Regions from separate parts of the Mus musculus genome. Here regions 1, 3 and 4 are each linked to region 2. The links are chromatin contacts, called in public Hi-C and HiChIP or PLAC-seq maps. All regions are on one chromosome and are shown on one strand. The core of a region is the stretch at or near the end of the contact, and the rest is flanking DNA. Distances in the headings are between cores, read along the strand shown.

Region 1 (3,178 bases), core at 184-2,683, 270 kb before region 2:
AACCAAACTCAAGTTAACAAGCTTGTTGGTAGACTCCCTTATCCTGGAGTCACATCTCCAGCCCTTTGAAACAGGGTCCTGTGTAGGCAAGAAGGGCAGCCTTGACCTCTGTCTCCTAGGTGCTGCACTAGAGGTGTGTGTCAGAACTGGGAACCTATGTGGTAGAGGGGACTGAACCTTGATCCCCAGTGGTTTTCTTGAAAGGCATGTTGTAAGAGCTCCTGGCTGAAAATTAAGCAATGAAGCCTAGGGTGGGATATTGTAGTGTAGGTTCATCGGGGACACCTGGGGCCAGAAGCCATTTCTTAGACTTTAGCTTAGTACAAAATGGGGAGTGTGTACAAGATGGAGTTCCTGTAGCTAAGGAGGTCCCCCAGCACTTAATCTGTAGTTCTCATGCCATCTTACTTAGCCAACTTAAACAATCCCAGTGGTTACAGTAAACCAAAAAGCCCTCACTCCTCCTGCTTACAGTCAGCCAGGTTGTGTGAGTGGAGACTCTGGGGCATCAGCTCCCCACCCACTGAGAATCCTACCCAAAGTGCCTCACATTCTCTGGCTCAAGGATGGGTCTGTGAGAGGCTGGTGGTGGAAACAAACTTTGATTATTAACAGCCTTGTAGGAACAAACTTTCTTGCCTTGAAATATGGAATGACTGAGAATGCCACCTCACTTTGGATTTATGGCTCTGCACAACATACAGACATAATTTTTCCTTGGCTGCTGTGATGACAGGATTCAGTAAGGCATCAGCCAAGTAAGCCTGCATTACTCATCTAAAGGATGGGGTGTCCCGGGGCACCCCGGCCCTCTTGGGACAGGGCAGTATTTGGACTCTCTCTCTCTCTCTCTCTCTCTCTCTCTCTCTCTCTCTCTCTCTCTCTCTCGTTCTGGATTTTGGAAGGAAGGCATGAAAAACTGGCCACAGTCAGTGACTCAGATTTTAGATGGGAGCCCCTCTCCTTTTGCATTGTCTCCCTCAGTTAAACTCTGTCTTGTTCTCTTTCCATCCCTCTGGGGATAAGGAAAGAGGGGAGTAGAAAGAAGGAAGGAATTCTCTTCCTGAGTGTAACTGCTTTGGTTCAGGTCTGTAAATGAAGGTCAGCTAGAGAGAGAGAGTCTGAGTTGCACAACAAATGCGCACTCGAGCTACTTGTGAATTCTCTGTTCTCTGCACGGGCGGGCGAGAGTCCCAGCTTCCCTTGAAGTAACTGCTGCAAAGATCAAGTCCTTTCAGCTGTTCAGTCTCCTCCCATTTGACTTGGCCCCACTGCCATCCACTGACATTTGAAATGTGTCTATTTGAAAAGAAAAGGAGAAAAGAGGACAAAGAGGAGGGGAAAAATTATGCCGGAGATGTTACATCCTGCTAGGCAAGAGGAAGGAGTGGTTGGCTTTGCAGAGCCTGGAGGGTGTGGTGTGCTTTTCCTTTTGTCTTGGCCTTTTCCTGTGTTTCTGCCCTGCATGGCCACATTTGCTAGTGTGACGATAAGGATGACTTAAGCTGTCTGAGTTTATCCAGGATGCTAGGGGGAGGGGCCTGGGAAATGAATGGAAGGAGCCCACCCTCTGCTCAGCCACAGGGCAGGGCTTTGATGGGTGTCCCCAGGCTCTGGGCTCTGGCTGGTTGGGTAAGGGAAGCCACTGGGGGAAGTTGCTGGCTGAGACAGAAAACAGACACATCCACACGGGAAGGATGGCCTTGACCTGGCCTGCAGACCCCAGATCTCCCAGGAGGCCATTGCGGCTTGCCCTGTGCTCAGGGTGCGTGGGAGAAATGGCAGAGAGCCTCTTCTCAAGGTTTTCTGGGAAGACTTCTCTGGGGAGTTTGTAACGGAACATTGCCACAGCTGTAAATCTCAACCAGCACCAAATACTGGTCTGGGGTATAAACCTGGAATCTCCATTGCCAACCAACCATTTCATTCTTTCAAGTAAGCAGAAGTTAACATTTAGGTTTTTTTTTCTTTCTTGTTTTTACATCTAACCTTTATTAACTTAATTTTAAATGGCACATAAAAACATAAACATTGTGATGATAATGGATAATATGTGAAAAATTGATATACCTCATGTATATATTATACAATGTTTAAATTAGTGTTTCCTCATTACCCTCAAATGTTCATTATTTATGTATAGTAAGACTACTTGAAAGTCCTTCCTTCTAGCTTTATGAAATCTATGGTACATTGTAATCTGTAACCATCCTCCTTTACAACTGAACACCAGCCTTCTTGCTTCCACCTAACTATAAGTTAATCCATTTAGCCTCTTGGTACCTGGTCACTGCTTACCTTATCCTCTGGTAAGCACCATCCAACTTTGTTTTTTACAGTCACTCATGTTCTGTAACTCATCTTGGAACTGTCTTAGTTAGGGTTTCCATTTCTGTGAACAGATACCGTGACCATAGCAACTCTTATAAAGGAAAACATTTAATTGGGGCTGGCTGACAGTTTCAGAGGTTTAGTCCATTATCATCATGGTGGGAAACATGACAGCATTCAGGCAGACATGGTGCTCGAGAAGGAGCTGAGAATTCTACATCTTGATCTGAAGAAGCAGGGAGAAACTAACATACTAGGCTTAGTTTGAGCATATGAGACCTCAAAGCCTGTCCCCCAGTAATACACTTCCTCTAACAAGGCCACACCTCCTAATAGTGCCACTCCCTGTGGGCCTATGGGGGCTATTTTATTCAACCCATACAGAAACAATTATGATTTCTTGTCAGTAAGGAGTGGCACTTGTCAAATGGCTCCTCAAGGAGTTGTTACTGGGTTGGTTGTAGAAGTCTCTACCTTGGGAGTATGTTAGAGATGTGCAGCCTGAGGCTTTACCCAGTTCTCTTAACTCAGAGGGTGAGCTAAGTCCCCTCATTTCTCATCCTGGATGAACTCAGTTCAAGTCATCCTTATCATCCCGTTAGCTCATTGGCCTCTGATAGCAGGGGTCGAGACAGAGAGTGATGGAGGGACTCAGGACTTACTAAGTGTTCCAGGGGATTCTTGGGCTCTCAGCAGTAGTCAAAACATTAGATCCTCTGGTCTCACTGTTCTTTCTTGAATCTTACCAGAACAATTCCAGGAAAGAATTTTCTTGCACACATGCAGCACATACATCAGTAGAAAAATTAAGAACAGGAAGAAGCAAGACCAGGCTAAGATTCACTCA
Region 2 (3,279 bases), core at 539-3,038:
ACAATACTATCTTTTTAAACCAAATCTGTCTTTTTGAAGGTAGACCATGTAGCTTCATGAGAGCCAGCTTGGCTAGCATGTGCAAGGCCTTGGGTTTGTTCCTTGGCAGCATATAACATTGCTACCAAATAACTTTAATTATGGGTATCTCTCAAGCACCTCAAGTAAATGTGGAGCAGAAAAGAATTAGGAACATGGATTAGGAGGGACCATTAAATAGAAAAATGTCACAATTTGTAGACAAATGTCATAGAGCCATGAGTAAGAAGTACTTTTCATACTCAGTCAGTGTCATCATTTTGTCTAAGCTCCATCCCAGTTACCTGGCAACAGCCAGGTATGCCTGACTCACTATAAAAGGGGCTGTTTGGCCCCTCCTCTTGCTCTCTTGCTCTGTCCTTTTGTCCTTTCCCCCTTCTCTCTCCACAGGCTTATGGCTGGCCTCTACTTCTCTTCTTTTCTCTTCTCTTCTCTTCTCTTCTCTTCTCTTCTCTTCTCTTCTCTTCTCTTCTCTTCTCTTCTCTTCTCTTCTCCTCTCCTCTCCTCTCCTCTCCTCTCCTCTCCTCTCCTCTCCTCTCCTCTCCTCTCCTCTCCTCTCCTCTCCTCTCCTCTCCTCTCCTCTCCTTTCTCTCTCTCTCTCTCTCTCTCTCTCTCTCTCTCTCTCTCTGTCTCTGCTTTTCTCTGCCCTCTGCCTCTATTGCCCTCTTAACTCCCCTCCTCATGCCCTTAATAAACTATTCTACTCTATAAAGTCCTGTGGCTGGTCCCTCAGCGGGAAGGGATGCCTCTGGATAGGCCCGCCGAGGAACCCCCTTCCCCCACACCTCACTACACCTCCATAGAACATATCCCCCCTCTCTTTATCATTTTATAAACACACCAGTCAGAAGACACTGAAGCAAATTAGGTGCTATACTACAGTGGAAATGTGTGGCAGAGGATCTAGTCACCAGAAAACATGGACATTATTGTTCTTACACATTACATGCTATATTGTGAAGACAACATATATTGCTATTTAGAGACATAGATGATTTTCTAAAGCTGCACTTTCCTAAAAGCAGAAAGGTAAATTTTAAGCTTGGTCATTTAGCCATTCATAAATTGGAGGCATTGGGAGCTATTTTTTTTTTTTTTTTTGGAACCAATAAAGCAAAGTCAGTGATGGCAACACTGGGAGAAAGATTCAGGGTAAGCAATCCGACATAGAGTCTTTCCCAAACATCACACGCCTACTAATCACCATTCAGCCCACAGTTCTCTATAGGCTTAAAATGGTAAAAGCAAGCTGTCTACAAGCTGCACTTCCCAAGATCTGGAGGAGACAAATCTCTGCGCTCCCAGAGAAAAGAACAAGACAGTTCCAAGATGAGAGTCTAAGCAAATAGAAAAGAAAGGAAAAGACAAGACAGCGTAAGAAGGAAGGGAGGGAGAAGACAGACATGTGACAGGAAAACCTGAGGCAGGAGTGGAGGCTACCTAGGGGAGCTAGACTGCAGTGCCTGGAAAGGTGAGGCATGGAGATATGATCAAACAGGAACTGTAGAAACCAGCCTATAATCCAAATCCAACTCAAAAGGACTCGGTAAAACCAGTTGTGTTGGGAGTGGTTACATCTGAGAGTGAGCTCAGGCTTGAGAGAAAATGCAGGAGACAATAAAAGGAATTGTTAACGTATGTTTAGAGTGAACAGGAGGCATGATTCATACCCCCCTGGGGGCAGATAGTACAGTATTAGCAGATGACAGGAGAGACAACAGCGACCATTAGCATTCCAAAGGCTCCTCTCTTTCCTATCAATGAGAATGATCTTCTGACTAAGCCACAAAACAACAGATTAGGAAGGAGCCAAAGCCCCAGAGAGGTGATAAAACTACAAGGGATCATCTAGCTGCTTTATAGGAGTCCATGTCTCTGGGCCTAAATGAATCTCAGCCCATCTCACTGAAGGAACGCTTCCTGGCTGCTGTGCTGCAATAAATTCACTCTGGGAGAGGTGAAAGGCGCAGAGAAACCAGACCAAAGTCACACTTTTAAAGGAGTGGGGTGGGGAGAGAGGAAGAGAGGCCCTTTGAAAACAGCAGGATACATTTAAAGGTGATGGTTTATAGAAACTAAGGAGAGATAAATAAGAATAGGAAAGTTGCTAAGCACAGAAAAGGACTAAGACCTACCAAACTCACTCCTTTTCTTTCCTAAAAGACTGGCCAGTGGGGCCAGGGTGTAAAGATCTTTATCTTTCTCAAGGTGGCTTGGTGAGTCAGGAGTTAGGCATGAACGCATTGACAAGTACTTATTTAGATTCCCCTAAAGCCAGTGTTATCTATGGCTTCCTTATCCACGTAGGGCTTTCTTATGCCTTTGGCAAATATTAAGCCCCGATTGTCCCCTCCTCTTTGCAGCTGCTCCTGGAGAGGCATGGTCTCCTTCCTGGAGACATTTAGCCTTCAGCACTATCAGGAACTACCCTTGACTTTTTCAGGAGAATCTTACGCGTTCTTTGATTTTTCTTAGCTGAAGACTTTCTTAGACACTTTAGAAGTCTTTGCTTCACACCCTTCTTTTTCCATGTTTAATGAGAAGACTAGGTCTCCTCTCTCCTATCCTAGGCTGTATTGCAATAATCTTCTGGCTCCCCTCACCCATGCAAATTCACACCCCTCCAGTGGCACACACCTAGGCCCTTGACAACCCTTCTTCTTCTGAACCCTTTCCCTTCCCTCCTCTGTCTTTCTTTTCTTTTTCTTTTGTTTGTCTTTTCCTCCTTTCTTTCTTTCCTTTTCCCCCTTATTCCCCATCTCCTTTGAAAAGTCTTGTACACACATGTATGTGTGTATGTGTTCACATGTGGGAGACATATGGACAACACGAGTGTGGTCAAAGGGCAGGCTTGAGCATCATTCTTCTTTGCCTTGAGGCAGTGTCTGTCTTGTTACTGCAACGCATGGCAGGCTAGCTGGCTCCCAAGCTCCTGGTGAGTTTCCTGCTTCTGCCTCCCATCTCCATGTAGGTCAGCAGTTCTCTGTGGGGTCACATATCATCCACCCATCATGTCAAATATTTGCATTACAATTCAAAACAGTAGTGAAATTACATTTATAATGTAGAAATGAGAGATAATTTTATGGTTGGGGGTCAACACAACACAAGGAGCCGCGTTAAAGGGTCACAGCATTAGAAAGATTGAGAGCCACTGCTGTGGGTGCATGCTGGGATTGTGCGTGTGTTTCTGTATCTGGCTTTGACAGGAATTCTGGGGATCTGAATTCAGGGTGTTGA
Region 3 (3,086 bases), core at 547-3,046, 310 kb after region 2:
GACTGCTGGTCTTTCTATGGGGTCGCCCTCCTCCTCAGCTTCTACCAACCTTTCCCTAATTCAACCACAGGGGTCCCTGGCTTCTGTCCATTGGTTGGGTGTACGTATATGCATCTGTTAGGTTGCTTCTTAAATTTTCATTTGAGACTCTCAGCTCCCAAAGTTTGAGCAGTGTGCAGATGTGTGCTATCATATGCTGCTGCAAACAAGGACTTAAATATGATACACACATGTCCATAGCAGCACTATACCCAAGTCGAAATGAGAGATAATCTAATCTCCATCAACAAAATCCTCCAGATAGAGAATACAACATGAACAATAGGATTCCTTTGAGCCTCGACCAGGAAATCAGTGTAGACTGTGGTACAGGATGCATACAGCTTGAGGATGGCGCGCTTAATCAAATTAGCCGGTCACACAAAGACAGCGACTGTACAAGTCCGCTGCCGCGAGCTTCCCAGGCTTTCAAAATTAGGAAGAGAAAAGGGTAAATTGTAGTTGTCAGGGTTTCTGGACAGCAGAGATCATTTTTAATGGCTACAGAATTCAGTTTTGTAAACTGCAGAACTCTAGAGGCAGTGATGATAGAGGCACGGCTGTGAATGAATGTACTTAAAACCCTGACCTGGACACTTAAATGCTTCAGATGACAAAGACCATGTGCGTCTTTCCATGACCTTAGAAGGAAAGGAGTTTTCATAGACTGTCATAAGAAGAAATGTAGTGGACATTTTGGAAGCTCTGAAAAAGGGATTTTAAGGCAAAAAAATCATATGGGGTGTGTGTGTATATGAGTCTACCCATCTATTATAGATAAATAATAGTCTTACTCATGAATACATAGAGAACATTGTTTTATTGACTGAGCACCACTAACCTGATAACCCAAGTGGAAAAGCTTGCCCCTCAATTCCTGTGAGTAGGCTACAGCAAAAAAAAAAAAAAAAAAAAAATCAGATTATTTAAATGTTGAATACAACTGCTGTAGGTTGTGTATCTAAGGTGCTTAGAAAACAAATAAATTTAATGCTTAGTATCAGGCCTAGTTCTTAAGATTATATATATATATATATATATATATATTTAATATTATATATATAATATTTTAATATTTTATATATATATATATATATATATATATATATATGTATGAATGAAATTATTTCGGCATCCAGAATTATTGCAAATTCCAAACACTTCTAATCCCAAATATTTTGGGTAAAGGATTTCTCTGGAAATTACACAGCCTCTATGCAATGCTCATATTTTGCAACCACTCAAATACAATTTGCTGTATTAATGAGTAATCTCTCAATGAGTGCTCTCCACACACAGCAGCATTGCAATCTAAACAGTGTCAGCTGCGTCCAGATCTGCTTGCTTTGCTTTCGATCATTGTAAGAATGGAACTAAAACCAGATACATTTTATCTATATGTTAACATGTTTGATTGGTAGTGACTGAAATTAAAGGCAGAGGTAACAGAGCCATCATTCTCAGTACTAAGTCGGTCAGTTCTGACTTCAGATGCATTAGCTGCCAGTTTCTTCCCACAGCAATAACCCTTGATGATTTTTTTTTCAACAAATGCCATTCATCCATTTTTACTTTGGAAAAGTATGGAGATCTGTCTGGAGAGAAGGCTCAAAAAAAAAAAAATCAGTTAAATATCGCAAAAGCTTGTGATTTAGGGGAAAACAAAATAAAGCCTGACTCTATCTGAAGGGTTTGGAGCCTCCATTGGCTCACAACAGTCACTTTAAACCTAACTCACTCCAGATGTCTCCATGATCATCTAATCAGACATCAAAAGCACCTCTGTCACAAGCCACACGCTGCTTAGGAGGATGCTACGTGTTTCCACAAGCGTAAAACACACACAGTAGCGACTTTTAAAATGTGATTCATCTACTTCAGAATTCAACTTTATGGCACAGGGCCATTAGGAAAGGGGCCCCCTCGTGAGAAAGAAAAGTCTTGTTTAATGTCTGTACGATGTCATTCTATGACTAACTCTGCTTTGTAAGCAGAAGCCAGAATGAAACACACACTTCAGGAGGGTGTATGTTTTGAGAGAGAGAGAAAAAAAAATCCTCATCTGAAGAGAAAGTTGTATTCCTTTCAGAAGCTGGGAGAATGTTCATTAACCCTTCCAGTCTGCACTACGGATGTTTCTCAATTGTCTGACGCCCAGAAGGCCATCATGGAAGAGGACAACAATAACAACAATCAGCAACAAAACCCATGGTTCTCAACCTTGACTCTGACCTTGGACATACCTGGCTACTTGTGTTTAGACAGGAGATTTTTAAAGGCAGCTATTTCATTGAATGGATTGATGTGTGTTTTTGTAGACACCATTTTATGATACTGCCTCTGTATGGATATTCAGGCTTTTACTTTAAATGTTTGTCTTTATTATTTCCTTGGCAAATACACTCAGACTACTGGTATCTTAGAGGGAAAACTTCATTGCTCTTCTATGAATGCATAGACATTCATAGGACATTAGAATAAAATTTAAAGTTGAATCCATTCTCACCAAGGTTAAAAACTCATACCAGGAACGTACAAGTCATTAGTATAGAGTTTAAATGGATAATAGCAATAGCTTCCTTGTTTATTTTATTTTAATTTTATTTTTTTAGTTATACACATTTTAGGAAAGAATCATTCACAATCTATACATTCTTCATAGGTTACAGTATTAGCCATTCAGAGAATAGGATGTTGATCTTCAGAATAAGCTACATCAAAATAAACTTCAACGGTGTCAAAACTGGATTTGAGCAGAGTACTAAAATCACATTTTACCATACTCTGTCACCCATATTCTAATTAACCCAAGTACTAGAAGTATTTTTGTCTTCTACATCAGTCAAAACTAGAAAAGCCTATTAAGAAAAGATGGAATGAAAGAAGAGCTAGAAAGGAACATCTTTAGATGCAGTGGTATAAGAGAGAAACCTAAAATTAAAATCCCAAGTGTTTTTGAAGTCTTTGAACACAGCTATTAGACAAGTATAACATTATGACTGATGGGCTTGCTAAGTTTATATTATAGAACTCACAATTTTGTTGAC
Region 4 (3,078 bases), core at 330-2,829, 470 kb after region 2:
GTGTCTTTATTGCATTATGTATATATGTTATTAAGAGGTAATTCTTAATAATATTTATTATAGTCTTATAAAATAACATACATGTTCATAAATAATATCACAAAAAGATGACTCAGTGTTTGCCTCCAAGTATGATGACCTGAGTTCAATTTTCAGATGATTGAAGGCAAAAATTGACTTCAACAAGCTAGTCTTGACCTCATTATGCATGCTGTGGCACACATGTAGACACACATACATAAACATACACACAGAACAGATACAGTTATAATTTAAACAAATTACTATCAGGACAAATTGGGACTGTATTCGAAAGGAAGAATAGAGAGACTCAATTTAAGCTTCCACTGTGTTTTGTAGTCTTACCCTGTTTCTGCTTGTATGCTCAACATTTTTTCTGTATTAGTGGATAGTAACGTGTCAATTAACAAAGTCTAATAAGAATTTAAAGAATTTATATAATTATATACCTAAGTTTTACTGCTTTGTCTAAGATCATTGTCAGCTCCTATAAAAACTTTTCATTAAAAAAGGCAATTTCTTCAGTCCTTTGATGGGGCGTAATTAGCTTTTCTGACATATCAAAGTCACCTTGCAACACTAACTCTATGCTGTAACACAGAGCCAGGTGTGCTGGCACATGACATTTTCTTTACGGTGCCAACAGAACCATTGATGGGTGCCTCTGTAGTTTTATATCTGACAGTAGGTGCGAGTAAATAACATTTTTATTTAAAACAACTATAATGCACAGTGATAATGAAGAGCAGAGGCAGCTTTTTCATTTACAACCTGTCTATAAATTTCGGCAGGAAATTGAAACTAATTTAATATGCTCAGTCTGAGGAAGTTACCCGGTTCTAAGAACAAACATGCCATAGTTAAATTGCTGTAGCCAGGGTAACTCTCACTGAAATGAACAAAGCTGCAGGGGAGGGCTCCTAACTGGCGCCTCTGAACTGACATGTAGTATTTTCAAGGCATGGGTGGCAGCACGGAGCTTTTCTGTCTACACAGGGACTCCAGTTATCCCATTACTAAGTGTATGCTCTACTGCTGTCCCTGCATCTCAGGGAATAAAAAAATTACCACTGTTTATTCTGTGTCAATTCAGAAACTCAGTATAGATTGAGCCTTCAGGAAACCCTGGCATTGTGGGTGATAGTGCTGAGTGTGGTCTGTTTTCCTTAAATAAACTCACTCTGCAGAATGTCTGTAACAGTGAGCTTTGATTTTCATATTTGGGTCTGCAAATTAAGTACATTTCAGTTAAGTCTTCAGACAATATCAGGCAGAGGCTTCTACTGGTAATACACATTTTAATACAATTTAAATTTTAATAGGAGCACGATGTGAGGGAGAACCACAGAGAGCTAGCAGACTCTGAGTGTCCAGAGGCCTCTGGCCTTGAGAGCAGGATCAACCCAGAAATGAGGAAATAGCTCCCGTGAGGCAAAGCTGAAGGTTGGGGAAGGGTCTAAGCAACTCAGATGGATGGGCTAGCCTGGCCCTAACCTTTAAGCCTGTGTTTGCTAAGGCTTAGTATGACCTTAAGTGAGAGGAGACAGAGAGCAAACATGAAAGCAGAACCCTTCACTCATTCAACAAATACTTCATCTACAGAAACACATTTCAAATTCCACAATGAAAAGCAGAAGGGAAAAAGTTGGTTTTCACCACAAAGTGTTCTATACAGTCTACTTTTAGAAAATATTTGCATTTAAACTAGCTGCACACAACATTTACCAACTGGATTCAGTTGTAACCATTATGTATTTAAAGAGGGCTCTGTGAAAGGTCCCCTGGGTTATTCTATGTCAGGAGACAAAAGACTGAAGCTACATTTAATGTCTTTAATGTAATTATTTCATGAACTTTGTACCAGTTTCCATTTACAAGCTCTGCCTGACAAGAGACAGGAAAGTACCCACTGCCTCTGAGACTGAAGCCAGTGTCTTACAACAGCCCCACTGCAATTATCCCCAAGCTAGAGGGCACTTTCCTCTTCACTTTAGGCCTCAGAAAGCTTTGGAGGCCAGGGAAAGGGTAGTCCTAAAATCTAACTGAAGATCCTGTCAAGGGCTTTGAAGACAATGTAGGTGGTCACTCAACCCCCAGTGAGACCCTGGAGGATTCTCTCTGGACAGGTTTTTCCTGGTCACTCTGCAGGGGAGTCCTTGGTGAATGAGGTGTTCACAAGCTAAAGATGTGCTCTGTGGCTCATAGAAGGCGCCCCCTTTTTAAATCTCACTTTAAAACTGTCAGACTCAATCCTCTTTTTATATACCTCCAGTAAGATGTGATTAACTTTGTACAAATGGTAATGAGGGTGAGGGGTTGGAGGTAAAGCACTTGTTTAGCATGTAGGCTGGGTTCCACACAAACACTGGTAAAAACCAAACCAAGCTAAACAGAAGCTCTTCTAAATGGATCAAGAATTTCTCTGTGAATCAAACTTCCCCAAGAGACCATTGAGAAGGCAACACCAGGAGGAGATGTGCCCTCTTGAAGCCCAGTGCACACACAGACAAAGTCAATACAGAAGACATAACATTCTGCAACATTTAAAAAAGTATGACTGGGAACAGAGGATAATGGTTATTGGGACTAAGGCTCCTGCTTGAGGCAAACAGTAATGTACAGATAGGGTCACACTGCTTAATGATTTAAAGTGGATCTGGAATAAACCAGCTGCTTATGAATGGATTACGAGGGCTGGAGAAATGGCTCACTGGGCTGGAGAAATGGCTCACTGGGTTAAGGCACGAGCTGCCTAAACCTGGTAATCTGAGTTTGAGCTCCAGGCCCAATGTGGTGGAAGGAGACAACCAACTCCAACAATTTGTCTTCTTTCATGACCACACACATACACACACAAGCAAGTAAATAAATAAGTAAACAAACAAATAAATAATTGGAATTTTGAAAGAGGAAAGAGAAAAGCACTGCGTATAGGTAGGAAGGTATTCTGAAGAGTGAAGAGTGAATAGAAACACAGATCCAAGAGTCAGATGGGAATCCCGTTTCTCCTTTTACTAGCTGCATGATCTCAAACCAGGGGCCCTGGCTCTCTGAGCC

The links. Hi-C and Micro-C count contacts between places; a contact is called where the count stands out from the background. HiChIP or PLAC-seq counts read pairs in DNA pulled down with a chosen protein or histone mark.
Region 1: an H3K27ac HiChIP or PLAC-seq map of trophoblast stem cells shows a contact between it and region 2, with 6 times the contacts expected there. The contact joins two enhancer-like sites. A contact is called at or near these places in 1 of 15 datasets of contacts at CTCF or cohesin (the NIH/3T3 cell line), 2 of 115 datasets of contacts at active chromatin or transcription factors (embryonic stem cells and trophoblast stem cells) and 1 of 9 other capture datasets (embryonic stem cells).
Region 3: a contact with region 2 is called in a Hi-C map of the N1E-115 cell line, with 2.4 times the contacts expected there. The contact joins two enhancer-like sites. A contact is called at or near these places in 1 of 484 Hi-C or Micro-C datasets (the N1E-115 cell line), 1 of 115 datasets of contacts at active chromatin or transcription factors (embryonic stem cells) and 1 of 9 other capture datasets (embryonic stem cells).
Region 4: a Hi-C map of the N1E-115 cell line shows a contact between it and region 2, with 7 times the contacts expected there. The contact joins two enhancer-like sites. A contact is called at or near these places in 1 of 15 datasets of contacts at CTCF or cohesin (pro-B cells), 3 of 484 Hi-C or Micro-C datasets (the N1E-115 cell line, nephron progenitors and trophoblast stem cells) and 1 of 9 other capture datasets (embryonic stem cells).

Annotation. Positions count from the first base shown.
Region 1 is chr1:62,663,491-62,666,668 of GRCm38.p6, reverse strand. No RefSeq gene overlaps it. Among named protein-coding and RNA genes, the nearest start is that of Nrp2, 38 kb to the left of the region's middle. Within about 2 kb of position 1,433, at least 47 of the 459 cell types and tissues checked have an H3K27ac peak or open chromatin away from gene starts, as enhancers often do. A contact at or near this core is called in trophoblast stem cells, where this site is marked.
Region 2 is chr1:62,396,935-62,400,213 of GRCm38.p6, reverse strand. The region is part of intron 18 of Pard3b (par-3 family cell polarity regulator beta); the gene reads right to left. Among named protein-coding and RNA genes, the nearest start is that of Gm34881, 130 kb to the left of the region's middle. Within about 2 kb of position 1,788, at least 32 of the 459 cell types and tissues checked have an H3K27ac peak or open chromatin away from gene starts, as enhancers often do. A contact at or near this core is called in the N1E-115 cell line and trophoblast stem cells, where this site is marked.
Region 3 is chr1:62,085,016-62,088,101 of GRCm38.p6, reverse strand. All of the region lies in intron 4 of Pard3b (par-3 family cell polarity regulator beta), which reads right to left. Among named protein-coding and RNA genes, the nearest start is that of Pard3bos2, 50 kb to the left of the region's middle. Within about 2 kb of position 1,796, at least 15 of the 459 cell types and tissues checked have an H3K27ac peak or open chromatin away from gene starts, as enhancers often do. A contact at or near this core is called in the N1E-115 cell line, where this site is marked.
Region 4 is chr1:61,926,127-61,929,204 of GRCm38.p6, reverse strand. The region is part of intron 2 of Pard3b (par-3 family cell polarity regulator beta); the gene reads right to left. Among named protein-coding and RNA genes, the nearest start is that of Pard3bos1, 62 kb to the right of the region's middle. Within about 2 kb of position 1,579, at least 19 of the 459 cell types and tissues checked have an H3K27ac peak or open chromatin away from gene starts, as enhancers often do. A contact at or near this core is called in the N1E-115 cell line, where this site is marked.